Linked DNA regions of Zea mays: region 2 is linked to region 1. Evidence: chromatin contacts called from public Hi-C data. All regions are on one chromosome and are shown on one strand. Each heading gives the region's core, a stretch centred on a gene start, on an enhancer-like site or on the middle of the called end of the contact. The rest is flanking DNA. Distances are from core to core; before and after follow the strand shown. Region 1 holds the start of LOC103638683 (SPX domain-containing protein 1). Region 2 holds the start of LOC100283785 (Serine/threonine-protein phosphatase 2A 65 kDa regulatory subunit A).

Evidence for each region. A called contact is a pair of places that touch in the nucleus more often than the background predicts.
Region 2: a Hi-C map of tassel shows a contact between it and region 1, with 4 times the contacts expected there. The contact joins the promoter of LOC100283785 here to the promoter of LOC103638683 in region 1. A contact is called at or near these places in 6 of 25 Hi-C or Micro-C datasets (ear, leaf, tassel and 1 more).

Annotation. Positions count from the first base shown.
Region 1 is chr9:94,727,581-94,732,594 of Zm-B73-REFERENCE-NAM-5.0, forward strand. It overlaps LOC103638683 (SPX domain-containing protein 1), which reads right to left and starts at 3,189. Exons shown (of 3, transcript XM_020544011.3): 1 at 2,471-3,189; 2 at 2,235-2,367. The coding sequence starts at 2,767.
Region 2 is chr9:94,925,290-94,930,410 of Zm-B73-REFERENCE-NAM-5.0, forward strand. It overlaps LOC100283785 (Serine/threonine-protein phosphatase 2A 65 kDa regulatory subunit A), which reads left to right and starts at 3,558. Exons shown (of 13, transcript NM_001412582.1): 1 at 3,558-3,857; 2 at 4,150-4,572. The coding sequence starts at 4,180.

The DNA of each region.
Region 1 (5,014 bases), core at 1,939-4,438:
CCGAGGTAGCCGAAGTCGAGGTGGTCGCGGTCGGAAGACGCGCAGCAAAAGCCTGATCTTCGGGAGGGGTCGACGTTCGAGCGTCAACGATCGGCAGGGCGACACAGCAAAAGGGCACCGACAGGCCGACCTTCCTGCTTCTTCGATCGACCAGACGTTAAGGAGCCCCGCCAGAGAGGCCGACAGCAGCGCACGCGGCTGCGCTGGTCAAGGTGTCCGCGCCCGCGGCAGAAAAGAAGGGGAATGTCGGATCCGGCCGGGAAGGCCACGGCAGCGACGGATCCGGACGGGGAGACGCGATCCAGCCAAAGGGACGGCAGATCGAGCTGAGAAGGACGCAGCAACGTGGATCCGGCCGGGAAGGCCGCGGCAGCGACGGATCCAACGAAGGCGAGGAAGGGGAGGGCGACGGGGCGGTTCCAACCAGGCAGGGGCCTGCGCCGGACCTGGCTAGGGACGATGACGGCGCCGGCGCCGGGAGAAGCTTGAAGGGTGAGGCGCTGCTGGGCATCAACGCGAGCAGTTAGGAGGAGGCCACACGATGAGAGGCGTCACGGGCGAGGGTGCCGGCGGAGGACGCAGTGGAGAGGGAGCAGGCGGTGGTGGGCAGAGGGGAGGGGCGGCCACGACGCCGGGCTGCAGGGAAGGGGCGGCGTCCTGGCGCGGCGTCCTGGCGCGGCGTCCTGGCGCGGCTGCGCCCTGGGCGCGTCGGGCTCGGTCCCTGGCGGCTGCGCGCAGGAGCAAGGGAAGGCAGGGAGAGAGAGAAGAGGAGTGAGAGAGGAGAGCGCCGACGAGAGAGCGCTCTGGGCGCGTCGGGCTCGGTCCCTGGCGGCTGCGCGCAGGAGCAAGGGAAGGCAGGGAAGGCAGGGAGAGAGAGAAGAGGAGTGAGAGAGGAGAGCGCCGACGAGAGGCCGTGAGGCCGCTGGCCGCGTGCGCCATGGCCGCCGTCGAGCCAGCCCGCGCCGTGGCCGCCCCGCGCAGGGTAATCGTGCGCCCGCGCCGGGGCCGCTCGCCGTGGCCGCCCCGCGCAGGGGAACGCGCGCCCGCGCCGGGGCCGCTCGTCGTGGTTGCTGCCGGCGTCGTGGTTGCTGCCGGCGCGGGAGGGTGCTGCGGGGCGGCGGATCTGAGCGCCGGCCGCTGCCGAGAGATGGGGAGGAGCGGCTGGAGGGATGGCCGGCGGCTGGGAAGGGAGCCGCCCCGGGAGGGAGGGATGAGGGATGAGCCTCCCGGGGCGACGACTGTAGAGGTTGGAGGCGGCCGGTGGCTGTTGCGGGAGGAAGGAGCCGCCGGCTGCTGCAGTGGGAGGTAGGAGAAACCCTAATCTGATACCATGTAGGAAGATGAACTGTTGTATTGATAATAGATGGGGTTACAATATATAGAGACACAGGAACCCTAACCCTAATGGGCCGGCAGCCCAACAATGGTGCCGACCCACACACACTCACACACACATAGTCTAACAGCATGGAGTTTTTTTTGTCTTACTAATCTAACAAAAAATGAGGAATACACCATAGTCCAAGATAACATCCATAGTTAACCTCAATCTGAGCAAAGTGCTCTGTATAACATGTTAACTCTTAAACATGTCAGATGTGCGACTGTATGGTTGACTACAAAAAAGAGAGCCCTGTTTTTCTTTCGTTTCTTTACTATCAAGAATGGTATCACCAAACTGTTTTTTTAGTAACCGTTCTTTCGCCACGAGTGTTCCGAGAATCTAGATGCATCCAAACTAAAAGATGTACTTGCACTCATGTACGAGATATAGCTAATTTCTCGCGAGAAATCAACGCAATTACCGCAGGCCACAATTTCTCGGCATAGATTAATTTTTAGCAACATTCCTTTGTTAATAGCGAGAATAAATGGACTCTTGCTATTTCAACTCAGTCACTAGTATGCATACTCAACGACACTGACATGTATTGTCCCTTGCTGACAAGCAACACAGCAATTCGTCTCTTTATTTGACCCATGTTAGCTATGGCAAACACTGATTGTTAGCCCCAGGAATCTAGAGGCTTCATCCCTAATTCACAGCCACAGTCCAGGCTAAGTTGCTACTAGCTACTACAAAACAAAATACATAGACAATAAACTTACCAGGAAGAGATAAACAACAACGGAGACAACAAAATTCTGGAAAACTAATCAACCATAAGAGTGACATGAAAGCAACACATGCGACGCGGCGGGACGGGAGTGTGCGGCGGCGGAGGACTTATTACCTGTGTAGTTGAGGGCGCTGTAGTTCTCCAGCAGCACCATCTCGCCGTGGAAGTCGACAATCTCCTTGCGCACCCGCATGAGCTCCTCCTTGGACTCCCGCCCGGCCGCCCTGGCCACCCGGTCCTGCAGCTCCTGCTCCACTCAGCCACGGCCAAGCAACCCGATCAGATCAAAGAACGCGAAAATCATTAGGGAAACAAGGGGAGGAAGGAGGGCGGATAGGGCGAGCAGGCACCTTCTGACGGATGATGTACTCCTCCTCTTTCTCGACGAAAAAAGAGTTGAATTTGTCGAGCTCAGCCTCCAGGAGCTGCATGAACTCCGCCTCCTCTGGCGTCATTGCCGCCGCGGCCGCGGCCGCGTCAGCCTCCCCGGAGTCGTCGCGGCGGGCCCGCTTCGGCTGCCGCTCAGCCCCGTTCCCGGCGCCGATGAGCTTGAGGCGCTTCTTGAGATCCTTGTAGGACAGGAACTTGTCGCGCCACTCCGGGAGCGTCTCCACGATCTGTCCGCTCAGGCTCTTGCCGAACTTCATCGCCGCCGCCGCCTCCTCCTAGCCGCAGTAAAGAAATGAGATTCGCGGAGGGGGAGTGGATGAGTGGTGGGGTGAACGGATTGCGCCGGTGATCGTCGCGGTGGCGGGCGGCTGATGGGGTGGTGAAATAGAGGGGAAGGGAAAGGGGGGAGACGAACGGACGGACGGAAGGATATGCGGGGCGGGGGAGGTGGGAAGCGGCGAATATTCGCGTGGAAGGATATTATTGTTGCGGTGCGTGCGCGACGCGAGTTTTATTCCTCGCCCTCTCACTCGCCGCCGAAAAGGCCACTTCGATGGAAGACGCCGACGTGAGGTGGACGGAAGCGGAGACGGGGAAGACAGGGACCCGGGGGCCGGGGCCGGGTGGGGGTGGTCTGGTGGGGCGTTCGGCTTCGGCCGTGGAGCTATGCGGCAAAACTGGCACGTGTAGTCGGGCACGCAGCACAGCTGCACAGGACGGGGGCTTGCTTGGTGAGCTGACACGATCACGTACCCACATGGAAGAAGGTTGCCACTGGCACCGTGGCTGTGTAGTTGCTGGTTTTGTCCAAGTGCTGGCGTAGTGGCGTTTGGTTGACATCCGCCGACGGGATGCCAGGGATGAGCTACTTTTCACGAGATAGAATACATGAATTTCAGACTAGTTTGAAAACTCTATCTTTTCAAAAGATTCCTATTTTAACAATAGAAAATAAACTATTTTTTTGGCGAAATAAAAATCCCTTAGAAAAATGAGCTTACCAAACTAGCCCTTTAAAAAGTTCTCTTAGAAACTCGCTTATTTTTATAAGGAAGAAAATATAGGAAACGCTCATATTTCAAGAGTTAGACTATCTCCAACCGCTTACTCATCCACATACACATATTTAAACTTCACTTTTCAAACAGTGCAGTCTATAATGTAGAACGGTGTCTTGGGTGATCATATGAGTGGACTGCTGGACATGGTCTTAGTCTAATGGAGTTCAATTTAAAGACATCAAGCATTTGATTTGGGGATATGAAGGACAAGAACAAAGTTATTGGTGGGAGGTTTATTCGCTCACCGTGGCAAGTTAGCCAGCGAACCAAGATCTTTGTAGGTCTTCAATAAGTCTTCTAATATCTTGTTTTGACGTGTTGATCTTCTTGATCGCCATGTTGCCTTCACCCAAGTTCATGATGTATCCTTTGAACTATATTCATAAACACTAACAAACAACATTAGTTCAAATGGTTATGTTGATCACTAAACACCAAAAATCGTTAATCAAATGGGTCGAGGTCCGCTTTCCTTGTAACAAGCTCTACCAGTTACTACTCTTTTGACACTATCTGTCATAATGATGATTACTATTGTGCCACCTACACCGACAATGCCAACCAATTAGACAAGGGGCTCCACCCCCAAATGGTTGTTGTACCTTTAGCGCAAGAGTTGACACCTTCTGCAACATGTTGCCAGGACCGATTAGATGCCTCGTCAGACTCCCTCCCCCGTAGATCTCTCTTGTTCCACCAGCTGGCCAGTCAACGCTAGAGACAGGGCTCATCCTTTGTGGATACATGACTTCTTCCTCGCTAGAGACAGGACACTCTCCTAATATAGTTTGAGCTCAGGCCTCACCATTTAGTACCTGGCACAACTATTTATTTTCCTTCTTAGGACCCTTAGGTTTTGTCACTGTTGGTGCTTGATGCCAAAGAGGAAGAGGGGAGTATGTGTTAGGGGGAGAGGTCCAAGAGAGGGTAGTATGTAGATAGGAAGAATGCTATTGATAGGGCGAATGAGAGATACACATGAGTTTGATTTGTCATGTGCTTTATGTGTGATACTCTCATATGCACTCTCTTTCACATGCTCATGCATTGTATTATACACCTTATAATGTTGCACATGCATGATATGTGTGTGTGATGATGTGACATAACTTGTTTCTACTCCATCTTAAAATATGTCACATATGCTTGTTTATGTTTCTTCATTTCAGATATATTTCAAACAAGCTTACTCCTTCATGTACATGAGTTTAGCTTTATTATTACATGTTACATGCTTATGGACTTTAACTATGTGAACTTACAACTAACATTGTTGGGACGAAGGCCAAACCAGACCCCGGTCATCCCCTTAGGTAAGCACACCCGAACCCAAACTAATCGTCTGTGAGCATAGTGTTCGAATGCATCCAAAGACTTGGATCATCTTGTACGATCGACCAGCGACGGTCCTGACAAATTAGGGGCCCGAGGCCAGATTTAATA
Region 2 (5,121 bases), core at 2,308-4,807, 200 kb after region 1:
GTTTGCGTAGAGAGGCCCACAACGGCCGCTCTCAGGCTGTGGCACCGGACTGTCTGGCAACGGTCGAATCCAACAGTCGACTACCGCAGACCTCAATGGTCGACTGACGTGGCCAGGGCACCGAACAGTCTGGGTAGCGGTCGGACCCAACGGTCGACTGCTACAGACCCCATCGGTCGGCTGATGTGGCAGACACTGGATAGTGTCCGGTGTGCACCAGACTGTTCGGTGTGCCCGTCGACAGAAAGATGTTTCTTTCTGTCCAACGACTATATGGTGGGTTGGGGCCTATAAATACCACCCCAACCGGCCATTTCAAGGTGTGGGAGCCCAAGCAACATATCAAGACATATAGTAGATATATCCAAGCCCTCCAAACCACCTCCATTCATTGATCTATCTCATACACAAGAGTTGGGCCACATCAAAGCCTCACAAGTGCCACAAAAGAGAGATCAAGCAAAAGAGAGGTACTCGTGTGCATTTGGTGATAGTGCCTTGTGAGAATCATTGAGAGAAAGTGTGTGCTACATCTTGTGATCATTTGAGCGTGGAATTTTGACTCCCATTCATTGTAAAGCTAGCAAGAGCCCCTTATCTTTGTGGTTGGTCTTGCGAAGACTTCAGTATTTTGTTGATAAAGAAGAAGGAACACTCGCCTGTCTTGGTGACCGTTGGAGAGAGAGAAAAGGGTTGAAAAAGGCCCGTCCTTAGTGGACTCCTCAACGTGGATTAGGTTCTTGGTGAACCGAACCTCGGTAAAACAAATCACCCATGTCACTTGTGTTTATTGCTTGTGATTTGTTTGTCTTCTCCCTCTCTAAGTTCCCTTGCATTATTCTTTGTTAATATTGCTTTGTGTTGCTTCGGGTTAAATTCTCATATATAGAAGCAACGCCTTGCAAGAAAGAACTTGCGATTTTCCTCTTCTTATCTAAGCCCTCTTGCTTCATTCTCCATAAACTTTTTAGTTGAGTTGCCTTTTGTTAATTCCGCATTCTTTGAAAGCAATACTCTTTGCAAGCAGAGGACTTAGTTTTATACTCCGATAATTGTTCATCTTGTTCTAATCGCTAATCGAGGGATCAAGTCCGGGTTTAAAGTTATAATTTTCAGGTTTTGCCTATTCACCCCCTCCAGGTGACTTTCACGGGGGCAAGATAAAATAAAACACCAGCAGAGTTCTCCTAGTTGGTGTACATCAGACAATTCAATGGTTATCACCAAACAGTTCAGTGCTTCAGACACTTCAATACTTAGAACCAGACAATTTAATATTGTTAGAAACAGATCGACAACCCACACGATGAAGGTGAACATGATCGAGAAGCAAGACCAGGCCAAGGCTTTAGGTAAGTCTGCTAAATCTGGTCCTACGTTTGATCAACCTCTTTGAATATATGAATAAAAGGGCCGTTTTACACAATCGGCTAGCAAAACAATCAAAGTTGTCCACGCGAAGGAGACAACATATGCATAGGCAAAGGACGATCAAATCGGCCTCAAAGGTGTCTCAACGAATGTCGCCTGCTCATCTACCTCCAGTTATCTTATGGTATTTTTCACCAGCCTACTTGAAAGGGAATTAGGCTTACACCTAGTTCCTAAATAATTTTGGTGGTTGAATTGCCCAACACAAACAATTGGACTAACTAGTTTGCTCTAGTGAATAAGTTATACAGGTGTCAAAGGTTCACAACAAGCCAATTAAAAAGACCAAAGTTGGGTTCAAAATAGAGAGCTAAAGACATCCCGAAAGGCTCCCTGGTCTGGCGCACCGGACTGTCCGGTGGCGCACCGGACAGTGTCCGGTGCACCAGGGGACCTCGCGCAGAACTCCTCAGCCTCGGGAATTTTCAGAAGTCGGCGCACTATAATTCACCGGACTGTCCGGTGTACACCGGACAGTGTCCGGTGCTCCAAGAGGACGCGGCTCTGGAACTTGGCAGCCTCGGGAATCCGTAGCGGCTGCTCCGCTATAATTCACCGGACATATCCGGTGTACACCGGACTGTCCGATGCGACTGCGGAGCAACAACTACTTCGCGCCAACGGTCACCTGCAGGCGCATTCAATACGCGCCAGAAGCGCGCAGAAGGCAGGCACGCCCATACTGGCACACCGGACATTGAACAGTACATGTCCGGTGTGCACCGGACATCCAGGCGGGCCCAGAAGACAGAAGCTCCAACAGTCGGAATCCAACGGTATTGGTGACGTGGCTGGCGCACCGGACATGTCCGGTGTGCACCGGACTGTCCGGTGCACCATTCGGCAGACAGTCCCACCAAACGGCTAGTTTGGTGGTTGGGGCTATAAATACCCCCAACCACCCCACATTCAAGTGATTCAAGTTTTCCAGCTTCCAACCACTATACAAGAGCTAGCATTCATTGCAAAGCACACCAAAAGAGATCAAATCCTCTCCCAACTCCACACAAAGCCTTAGTGACTAGTGAGAGTGATTTGTAGTGTTCATTTGAGCTCTTGCACTTGGATCGCTTCTTTTCTTTGACATTCTTTCTTGTGATCAAACACTCACTTGTAATTGAGGCAAGAGACACCAAGTGTGTGGTGGTCCTTGCGGGAAGTTTTGATTCCCAAGTGATTTGAGAAGAGAAGCTCACTCAGTCCGAGGGACCGTTTGAGAGAGGAAGGGTTGAAAGAGACCCGACCTTTGTGGCCTCCTCAACGGGGAGTAGGTTTGCGAGAACCGAACCTCGGTAAAACAAATCCGCGTGTCTCACTTCATTATTTGCTTGCGATTTGTTTTGCACCCTCTCTCTCGGACTCTATTATATTTCTAACGCTAACCCGACTTGTAGTTGTGATTATTTTTGAGAATTTCAGTTTCGCCCTATTCACCCCCCCTCTAGGCGACTTTCACTACTCATCGCTGATGTGTTGTTCTGCTCAAGTGTAGTGTAGTACGACAGTGAATCCATATTCCATGCCTGATCCATTTGCCTATTCAGGCTAGGTACACCACAATTTTATACATTTTAATATATTGACCGGATACCCATGGCCCAAAGAGATGCAATCCCAAACCATCTTTATAAAATAGAGTTATAACTTATATCAAATGGACCACTTGCCCAACATCTAGAGCGTTTTAGCCTGTTGATCATGAAGCAACCCTATGATCTATCTTCCCACAAGGTTCCTTCTGGGATGCGAGATCTAGCTTCTACACGAAGCCCTCTGCACCATTATGGACAGTCCGTCGCCTACAAACAAACAGTCCACGCACCCAGAGAAGATCTTATTTATCTGCTCTACGGTGATCTACATGCGGACGGTCTGTTGACCTATCGCAGACCGTCTAGCATCTCGTAGGGAGCTCGCCAAGGTCTCGACTCCCCGGAATCGAGATCTAGGGATGGTTGATGTTTTACCAAAAAGTCGCTAACACTTATCTTACTACAGAATGTAGAAAATTCTATCCGCTTATTTACACTGTAATAATAATAATAATATAAACACTATTTTCTGTTATTTAAAACTAATATTTTAGTTGTCAGCATTGATATGAGAGGATGATATAAAATTGAGTCAAACAAATAAAAAGGAGAGTGAAAGAAAAAGAACAAAAAAAGGGAATAGCCAAATGCGGCTCAGGAGAAGGCCCCGTGTGGCCGTGTGAGCTTCCCCCGGCCCGAACGGCAGTCCCCCGCATTCCCCTAACGTTCAATCGCGTACCGTCGCTCGCCGTATTCCCCTGCCGCGCACAGTTCACTCGCGCACCTCTCGCCCCCTCGCTCTACGACGACTAGTGGGCCGCCGGCGCTGGCGCCGCCTTACGCCAGGTGCCGAGGTCTTCGTTGATCTCTTCGCCGGCGACGAGCACCCACCAGGTATTCTCATCCCTTTTCTTCACTTCCTGCCGTGCGAAGCCGAGCACCCAAACCCTAATCTAAAGCTATTTGGCTATTTGTTGGTTCCTAACCTGGAACCCTTTTGAAAAATTATCGGGTGTACATGTGTACGCTCATGCCCCTTTGCTGTGTCCGCCCCTGTTAGGAGCTAAAAACTCGCTGACCTAATTTGGCGTCCTGTAGTCAATGGTTGATAAGATTTTGGCTTTCATAATATTGTGTTAAGTTTATGAACGCTAACTTATTTCATCCCTGTTGGTGTATTTTACAGCTGGGAAAAAATCTATAGCCAAACATAATAATGGCTATGATTGATGAACCTCTCTACCCGATTGCTGTACTGATTGATGAACTGAAAAATGAAGATATTCAGTTGCGCCTTAACTCCATCAAAAAGCTTTCTACAATTGCCCGGGCATTGGGTGAAGAAAGAACAAGGAAAGAGCTGATTCCATTCCTTAGTGAAAACAACGATGATGAAGATGAGGTGCTTCTTGCAATGGCAGAAGAGTTGGGCGTTTTTATTCCTTATGTTGGAGGAGTAGAGCATGCACATGTTTTGCTTCCACCACTGGAAACATTGTGTACTGTGGAGGAGACCTGCGTCAGAGACAAGGCTGTGGAATCACTTTGTCAGATAGGAGCACAGATGAAGGAAAATGATATTGTGGACTGGTTTGCCCATGTCGTAAAGGTATGAGCACTACTTTTATTGTGCTATAGGTTTCAATGTTTTCTTATTTACTCTGACAGAAAAAGAAGTATCCACACCAATTTAAGCTAAATATGTGGTTATACATGCATCTATCTTATTAGAAATACACAGAAGTTTGTTTTTCTTTTACTTCTGTAGTTCTGTCAAACGTTCTCTTATTCTATAATCATTACCGGTGCTTCATAACACTATGCAGAAACTTATTGAATATATTTATGAATTTATAACTCTACATTCTCATTTAACAAGTTATTGGAGTCATCATCAAATTTACGATATGTATTGGAGGTGGTCTCTCCACATTTTCTAGGCCGCGGGTTCGAAGCAGCCCCTCCACATTTGCGGGGGGAAGGCTTGCCTCGGTTTATCTTTTCCCCAGACCCCACTCACGTGGGAGCCTCTGTCTGGCATTGGGTCTATCTTTTTTTATTGGAAGTGACCCACTTCCACATGATCATCTAGACTATTGTGTTTTACTTTGAACAAGTTCACAAGATTATCTAGACTATTGTGTTTTTTATTTTGAAA